2 separate regions of the Gossypium arboreum genome follow, and region 1 is linked to region 2. The links are chromatin contacts, called in public Hi-C maps. All regions are on one chromosome and are shown on one strand. Each heading gives the region's core, a stretch centred on a gene start, on an enhancer-like site or on the middle of the called end of the contact. The rest is flanking DNA. Distances are from core to core; before and after follow the strand shown.

The links. Hi-C and Micro-C count contacts between places; a contact is called where the count stands out from the background.
Region 1: a Hi-C map of leaf shows a contact between it and region 2, with 4 times the contacts expected there. The contact joins the promoter of LOC108456982 here to the enhancer-like site in region 2. A contact is called at or near these places in 2 of 5 Hi-C or Micro-C datasets (both in leaf).

What each region holds. Positions count from the first base shown.
Region 1 is chr13:95,769,500-95,773,916 of ASM2569848v2, forward strand. LOC108456982 (type II inositol polyphosphate 5-phosphatase 15-like) reads left to right here and starts at 1,302. Exons shown (of 10, transcript XM_017755765.2): 1 at 1,302-2,242; 2 at 2,754-3,006; 3 at 3,777-4,417. The coding sequence starts at 1,585.
Region 2 is chr13:95,664,249-95,668,302 of ASM2569848v2, forward strand. LOC108456752 (probable manganese-transporting ATPase PDR2) reads left to right here. Exons shown (of 22, transcript XM_053023717.1): 22 at 860-2,309. The coding sequence ends at 1,954. Among protein-coding and RNA genes, the nearest start is that of LOC108456752, 12 kb to the left of the region's middle. Within about 2 kb of position 1,658, at least 1 of the 2 cell types and tissues checked has an H3K27ac peak or open chromatin away from gene starts, as enhancers often do. A contact at or near this core is called in leaf, where this site is marked.

The sequences.
Region 1 (4,417 bases), core at 52-2,551, 100 kb after region 2:
ATACAGAACACTAACTTTGCAAAAGAAACAATGGGGGAGATTTAGATTAATTAAAGGGTAAATTACACCATTAGTCATTAAATTATGAGTACGATTTTGTTTTGATCAGTTAATTAAAAAAAGTTACACTTCGGTCACTTAGTTTTCTAAAATTATTTATTGTGGTTACTCAAGAGTTAAGTGGAACTTTTTAGTTGGTATAATAATAATTCTAGTCCTTAACTTTTATATTTTTTGTCAATTTGACCCTAGTTCTATATAAAATTATAAAAAAACTTAAAATTATTTTAAAATAGAAAATTCTATATAAAAATTGTAGATAAATAAAATCTATAAAATATTATTGTTGAAAAACTAATATATATGGGAAATAAAAAACAAAAAAACTTATCATTCAATAGAATCCAATAACAAATAAAAACAAAACACAACAAAAAGTTAAATCATTACATGTTTCCTCAATGTTTCTAAAACCAAATTAATAACATCTTCTAATCAAGTTCCATACATACAATTTTTTAGCAAAAAAAATATAAAATATACTATAAAATTTTCTTTTTTCGACTCAATTCAAAATTTTAATTCATTTAAATTACTTTTCAAAACCCAAACTATAAATAAAATTATATTCTATTTTTTAAAAAAAGTCATGGTAAGAAACAAAAGAGGTAAAAAAGAAGAAGCAATAATTTGTCTTAATTTTTTTTCTATTTTTAAAAATGGGTATTGTATTTGGAGGGTTTAAAACAAATTTATCTCATTTTCTCACTTTATCAATTTTAAAAAATTTATTTACTTTAATTTTAAATTTTATAATTTTCTAAATTTTTTAAAAGAATTTCAAATTTTATTATTTTATATATAATCAAAGTTAAATTGATAGAAAGTATAAAAATTAAGTACTAAAATTAGTATTATTCAAACTAAAAAGTGTCACTTAAAAGAAGGAAAACTAAAAAAACTATTTCAAAAATTTAATAATTAAATTATAAAATTTTAATTAAATAATTAAAACGAAAATTTATTTATAATTTATTAACTAATGATGTAGTTTACTCTTATGGTTACATTTCATTGTTTTTATATAAACATAAGAAACCTATTTTGGTGAAATGGTTTTCTGGTCAACCTCGCCTGACAACACATCTTCAACAATATTTAGTCGGTGGCATGTTTTTCATTCTTTTAACAATTTAATTATTTTCATTTATATTTTAAGAATTGGTTTTCTTTTTTTTTTGGAATTAATTGGACGACATGTTTTGTGTAAAGGTCTAATTTGAAGTTCATTCCCTGTTTTATGAAAACTAAGAATGAGCCTCTCTATTTTAATTTATTAAAATTCAATCCTCATGTGTACAAAAAGTACAAAAAGAATCCAATTGAGGGAGGGAGGGATGAAATTGAGAATAGAGGTGTTGTAAACTTTTAATTTATCGGAAGGAAAAACTGTAATTGTAGTTACGTTACTGCGGGGTATGCGGCTGAAAGCGTGAATAACTAGCTAAATGTCGCTCCAGAGTCAAATTTCCTCCTCACTTATTCATTCTCTAACCAATAACACACTAGGTTCTACATCCCGACATGGACGCCAACGACGACGTTCCCGATCTTAGTCCCAGAATCTTCGACCGTTACGCCTCCTCTTCTGACGATGATTCGCATCCCTCTTACCCTTCCCTCCACTCCACCAACCGACGCCTCGACTACATGATCCAATTCCTTGACCGCAATCTTCTACCGCAAAACACCTCTCGTCCCAAACCCTCCCTACCTGAGTTTGTGGCTAAAGGCGGTGGCCAAGGCATTTTCACCCTGCCTGATCGCAAACCCCTCCACCCTAATCGCCCTCCCTACCTCCAGCTTCGACCACATCCCCTCAGGGAGACCCAATTCGGCCGCTTCTTGAAAACGATTGCCTCTACCGACGGGCAGCTTTGGGCCGGCAGCGAGAGCGGCGCTGTCAGGGTTTGGGAATTGAAAGATTTATACGAGGAAGGGGAGGAGGAGGAGGCTGCGCCGTTTAGGGAGTCGTCGGCGATATTATCGAATGGGAACGGGAATGGGAATGCGGCGGTGATGTGTATGGTGGGGGATGAGGGGAATGGAGTTGTCTGGAGTGGGCATAAGGATGGAAAGATCAGAGGCTGGAAGATGGATTGTGAGAGTGGTGGGTTTAAGGAAGGGTGGTGTTGGCAGGCTCATCGCGGCCCCGTGCTTTCCGTTGTTTTCACTTGTTATGGTCTGTTTTCCCTTTTGCTTTTCTCTACTTATGCTTTTTGGTTTTCTCCCTATTAATGTGGATCCACTGCCAGAACATTTACAAGAAATTAATAGATTACTTGTAATAGTAATAATGAGAACTCTCAATCTAACCTCTATTGAATGTGTTACGTGCAATTTTGATGGACGGTTGATTAATAATAGATTAGCATATTTTTAGATTTTGAAAGTTTTAATTATCACCACCTTGCCTCTGAAAAGCCAAGGAGCAAACACATAGCCTGGCATGGATCTAGAAATTTTTAGTTAAAAAACTCCATCCTCCATAAACTGTTTATTCTTAAAACTGAAATTCGTCTCTAATAAATACATGTCAAGAAGAGCAAAATGTATCTTCAAGAACTATTTATGCATCCCTACTCAAAGTTTCCTGTTACAATTGCTTGCTCGCGTCCAGTGGTAAGAATGATGATCTCTTTTGACATAATCTTATTTGCTTTAATTTTTGTTTTTGTTTTACTTTGATTCAGGGGATTTGTGGTCTGGTTCAGAAGGGGGTAATATCAGGATTTGGCCATGGGAATCTATTAACAATGCGCTCTCTCTGTCAATGGAAGAACGGCATATGGCTTCTTCGTTAATGGGGAAATCATTTATTGACCTTAGGAGTCAAGTCGCTGTAAATGGCTTCAGTTCTATATTAAATTCAGATATCAAGTGCCTTCTGTCAGATAATATTCGAGCTAAAGTATGGAGTTCTGGTTATCTTTCTTTTGCATTGTGGTATGTCTAGACCGTGGAAACTGCACCCTTAAAATTAACAAAGTTCTGTTGGCATATTGTTACATGTTCAGTTCCTCTTTGATAAATAATAAGCTATAAAGACCTTCCACATCTACCCCCTTATTGATAGTCTAGATCAGCTATGATGATCTTGTACCTCTTGCTAATACACTGTTCTTCTACGCACTGTAACCTGTCAGTTTCTAAATATTTCTACAAGACATCATCATTCCTTTATCACAGTTCTTGGACAGAGGCCCTTGCCATTTAAGATTTGTAATAAAATAAAAAGTCAACTATTACAAATAGGATCTCACTTTGAAATCTAATTTATTTGCTCTGTGCATGAAAGGAGATAATTGTATAATTTTTTTTGTGAAAAATGTGACACTGAAAGCTTTTTACATGTAAAATTGTTAAAACTTGTCATTTTCTGTCCAAATATGGGATTTTTGAAATTATAAGTAATAGATCAATCTGATTTTACCCCAGATGTTGGCTCTATTTCTGTTCCTGTTTATAGGTTAGAAGGATATAGAGATTCTTAATGTATTTTTGTTTATTTTTGAGATATTTGAGGTTGCAAAATCAAGAATGTGGATCTTAATTAACTTCTTGCACAATTAGAATTTCTAGTTACTTTACTTGTATTAATTTAGCTCCAATTTGAATTTAGATCATCTTATCTTACACCGCTCTTGTAAAAGATTTCTTTTTTTGTCTCCTTTCTGTTACTTTTGTTAGGTTTTCTCAGAATTTCAAAATTTCAGGGATGCTCGGACGAGGGAGTTACTCAAAGTTTTCAACATTGACGGTCAAATTGAAAATAGAGCAGATTTGTCATTGGTTCCTGACTTTGCCATGGAAGATGAGATAAAGATGAAGATTGTTGCAAGTTCAAAGAAGGAGAAAACACAAAGTTCCTTTGGTTTCTTTCAGCAGTCACGTAATGCCATAATGGGAGCAGCTGATGCTGTTCGTCGAGTTGCAGCAAAAGGGGGCTTTCTTGATGATAGTCGGAGGATTGAAGCACTCACAATAACTATTGACGGGATGATTTGGGTTGGCTGTGCGAATGGTATGCTTATTCAGTGGGATGGAAATGGAAATCGTATTCAAGATATTCAGCCTCATCCTTCTGCGGTTCTATGCTTATGCAGCTTCAGATCAAAAATATGGGCTGGTTATGCAAGTGGCACTGTCCATGCTCTAGACCTTGATGGTAATAAGCTTGGAGAATGGGTTGCTCACAGCAGTCCTGTACTGAAGATGGCCATTGGCGCTGGTTATATCTACACCCTGGCAAAGCATGGTGGTATACGTGGATGGAGTATCACATCCCCTGGACCTCTTGATGGCATATTGTATTCTGAATTGACTGCAAAAGGATTTCTATATACAAGGATGGAAA
Region 2 (4,054 bases), core at 408-2,907:
CCATTATGTTGAAGGCCTTTCAGGTTTGAGAACTTATTTTTCCATCTGTATTTAGCACAATGTATCAACTGCCATCACTTGTCAATCTACTATTAACCCAAAAATGGAGGGGAAAAAAACTCAGAGAGATCGTCTCAATTAAGCCTCAAGTTGTTGATACGATCTGCTTTGTAAAATTGATAAAGTTGAAAACAAGGTTTTAACTTTCAATTTAATTAATGAATTGGCTTTGGTTCAAACCCATATAAACACTAAAATATTATTTTTCTTCATCAATTTTTTAAATATAAAATCTTTTACCTTGGTTCGAGTCTATATGAATGTAGGAAATTTTTTTATTTTATTTCTATTATAGGAAAATAGGTACCAAACATGTTATCATATTTTCATTATTTAAAACAATTTTTATTTCTTGTTTTCAATATTTAAAAATAGAAAATGAAAATTAGAAAATAAAATGAATATATTTTCATGACGGAGCTTAGGTTTTTTTTCCTTCTCTCCCTAAAGACAGCTTTAATTTTTCATATTACCATTTTATATCTGTATTTTATTATGAATTATCTTGTACTGCTTGTTTTCTATTTTTACACAAATATAGATTGATTTTGTGTACATGTGTTTTTTAATTAAATCCAATAATAAGTTTGTTCTTTAAGAAAATTAACATCAGTTCATCAATGTTTTTGGTGATAGAAATTTTTATGCATACAGTTGTTAATTTGAATTGCTTCTTAATTTTTTTCATTTACATATTTAGTTACTTTAGATTGGTTCAAGGTAACAGAAAAGTTAATTGTTCCCAGATTTTAAGATAGCGGGAAAGCATGGGCCTGTAATACTCTACCTCTTTTTTCAGGCCCATGTAGGTGTTGCTCTATTGAATGCAGTGCCTCCAACTAAAAGTGAGAGCTCATCGGGAACATCTAAAGATGAAAATACGAAGTCATTGAAGTCGAAATCTAAGCCCACTGTAGAAGCAACGGGCAATTCAGAAGCCTCTTCAAAAGGAAAGGTAGTCCCCAGATCAGAATCTAGCAACAATGCAACCAGTAACCGGCATCTTAATGCTGCAGAGAAGCATCGACAGAAGCTGAAGAAGATGATGGATGAGCTGAATGAGGAGGGTGATGGTCGCTCTGCTCCTATTGTCAAACTGGGGGATGCCTCAATGGCATCACCATTTACTGCAAAGCATGCATCAGTTGCCCCAACCACTGACATAATTCGTCAAGGACGCAGTACCCTTGTGACTACCCTTCAAATGTTCAAGATACTCGGCCTTAACTGCCTTGCTACAGCCTATGTTTTAAGTGTGATGTACTTGGATGGTGTCAAGCTGGGTGATGTTCAGGCAACTATTAGTGGTGTATTTACAGCTGCTTTTTTCCTGTTTATCTCACACGCTCGCCCACTACCCACCCTTTCAGCTGCACGGCCCCACCCGAATATTTTCTGCTCCTATGTCTTCCTTTCTCTCATGGGACAGTTTGCTATGCACCTGTTATTCTTGATCTCTTCTGTGAAAGAGGCTGAGAAACACATGCCTGAGGAATGCATTGAGCCAGAATCAGAGTTTCACCCTAATCTAGTGAACACAGTTTCATACATGGTGAGCATGATGCTTCAGGTAGCAACATTTGCAGTGAACTACATGGGTCATCCTTTCAACCAGAGCATCCCTGAAAACAAACCATTCTTGTATGCTCTTGGAGCTGCTGCTGGTTTCTTTGTGGTTATAACTTCTGATATATTTAGGGATTTGAATGATTGGTTGAGCTTGGTTCCTTTGCCTGTGGGATTGAGGGATAAGCTCTTGATATGGGCTCTACTAATGTTTCTGTGCTGCTATGCTTGGGAGAGGTTGTTAAGATGGGCATTCCCTGGTAAAATCCCTGCTTGGAGGAAGCGCCAACGTGTGGCTGCTGCTAGTTCTGAGAAGAAGCTGGTCTAAGTGAACAGAGAATTCTCCCTCTGCTAATGATTTTGGAAAAGGCTGACACCGGTCAGATTATTATATTTAGTGAATTAGCTCAAAGATATGCAACTCTTTTTTTATTTATTTGATATTTGTTAAATCATGTTTTGCTTACTCCTTTAGGACGTGGAATCTGTCAAATGGTATTTTGCTCATAGAATGAGGGGGTTATTCTTTACGAAAGCATAAACTTTGATTTTGTTATTTTTGCAAAGCCGACTTGAAAGAATAGTTGTTTCAACACTTAAAAGAAAAACAAATTGTAGTTGAGCTCATAAGCCATATTTTGATTAGATTTATTGAATTATAGCAAGTCGGATACAGAAAATAATTTATCTTATTGATGTGTTGCATCCAATTTCTTAGGATAATGTTTTCTTCTGCTGTCAGGTCAATCTCATCCTCATGTGAAATGTATGAAGAGCAAAATTTTATAGTGTCTACTGATATGTTATTGTTGTCTAATAATGCATCATCATAGGTAAATTGAGAGAAGAAAGATCATTATTGTTTGGAATGATGATTTTGTATATGTATATATATATATATTTTAGCTTAATCTTCTGCGGAAAGGGATGATTTATGCTTTTATGGTGTTATTTGTCCACATTATTCTAAATCAAATTTGTTTTATTTTTTTTGGCCAGACATTTGTTCTAGTCACCTGCATTGCTTGATATTCATATATTTATTTCTATCTATACTATTATTTAAATTGTATCTTGAATTAATCGGGCATTACTTTAGTTAAGAAAATATTAAACTATCTTTTGTATTTAAAATTGGTTATATCATTTAAGGTTGGATTAATTTTGTTTTTTTTTAAAAGAAAAATGCATATGACGAGATTTCAACTTCTAACAGATCGAAAATGCTTTGAATTTAAGGTTTAACTAAAGTTTTATTTTAATATTTTTTACATTTTAATTTTATTTTGCACATTTTATAACATCCATTAATTATATCTGTATATTATTATTTAGATCCCTAATTGAATTTTATATAATAATTCATTTGGACATTAACTCGGTTAGAGAAGTTATTAAAATATTTTTCTTATTCAAAATAAGTTTTATTATTCAAAGTTACTTTAATCTTTTTATTGAAAATAATATAAAAATATACATGTGGAATTTGGATTCATGCCAATCACATTAAAAATTCTTGAATGAGTCGGTGTTATGAGTCAATTAGGCACTAACTTCATTAGAAAATTATTCAAATATTATTTTGTATTTAAATAAATTATGTTATTTGAGATTACTTTATTTTTTGTAAAATTGTAAAAGGTGGCATTTGACCCATACTAATTGCATTAAAAACTTAAAATTTACTACTCAATCAAAATTTATTTTAATATTTTTATACATTTTAATTTAATTTTATTATGTACATTTTATTACTTCCATCAATTGTAAATATTAATAATATTGTTTATTGAGTTGGTGTCACATTAACTCAACACCAACTAAAGATGAATGACAACACCATGATAAACAATTGTATTAGTTTAGTATTATTAATTTGATGTATTTATATGTTTAAGTTTGTTTTACTCAAAATTTAATCTATTTTTCTATTATAATATTGTACATATTTGTTGTGTTATTATTAATTAGTTTCAAACTATACGTCTCATTATTTATTGTGTGTTACTTTTAAACACACCTCTATGTTCTGAATACGTGGTTTTTAAACACATGCGCATGTGATAAAATTTCTTATTAATGATGTCATTGATTGAGTTAGTGTCACAAATTAACTCAACACCAACTTAGGATTGATGATATCGCCATGATAAACAATTGTATTGAGTTACTATTCTTAATTTAACATATTTACATATTTAAATTTTGTTTTACTCATAATTTAATCTTACCTTTTTTATTTTAATATCGTATGTATTTCATGTATTATTAATTAGTTTAAGATAAAATAAAATTTTCAAAATACTATATGAATAGAATATAAAATTTTAGAACAATATTTTAAGAGAAAGGTCAATGTTAGGCCTAAAAATACCAAAAGATGGGGTGAATTGGTATTTTAAAATTCTTTGCAAACTTTTCTAAATAA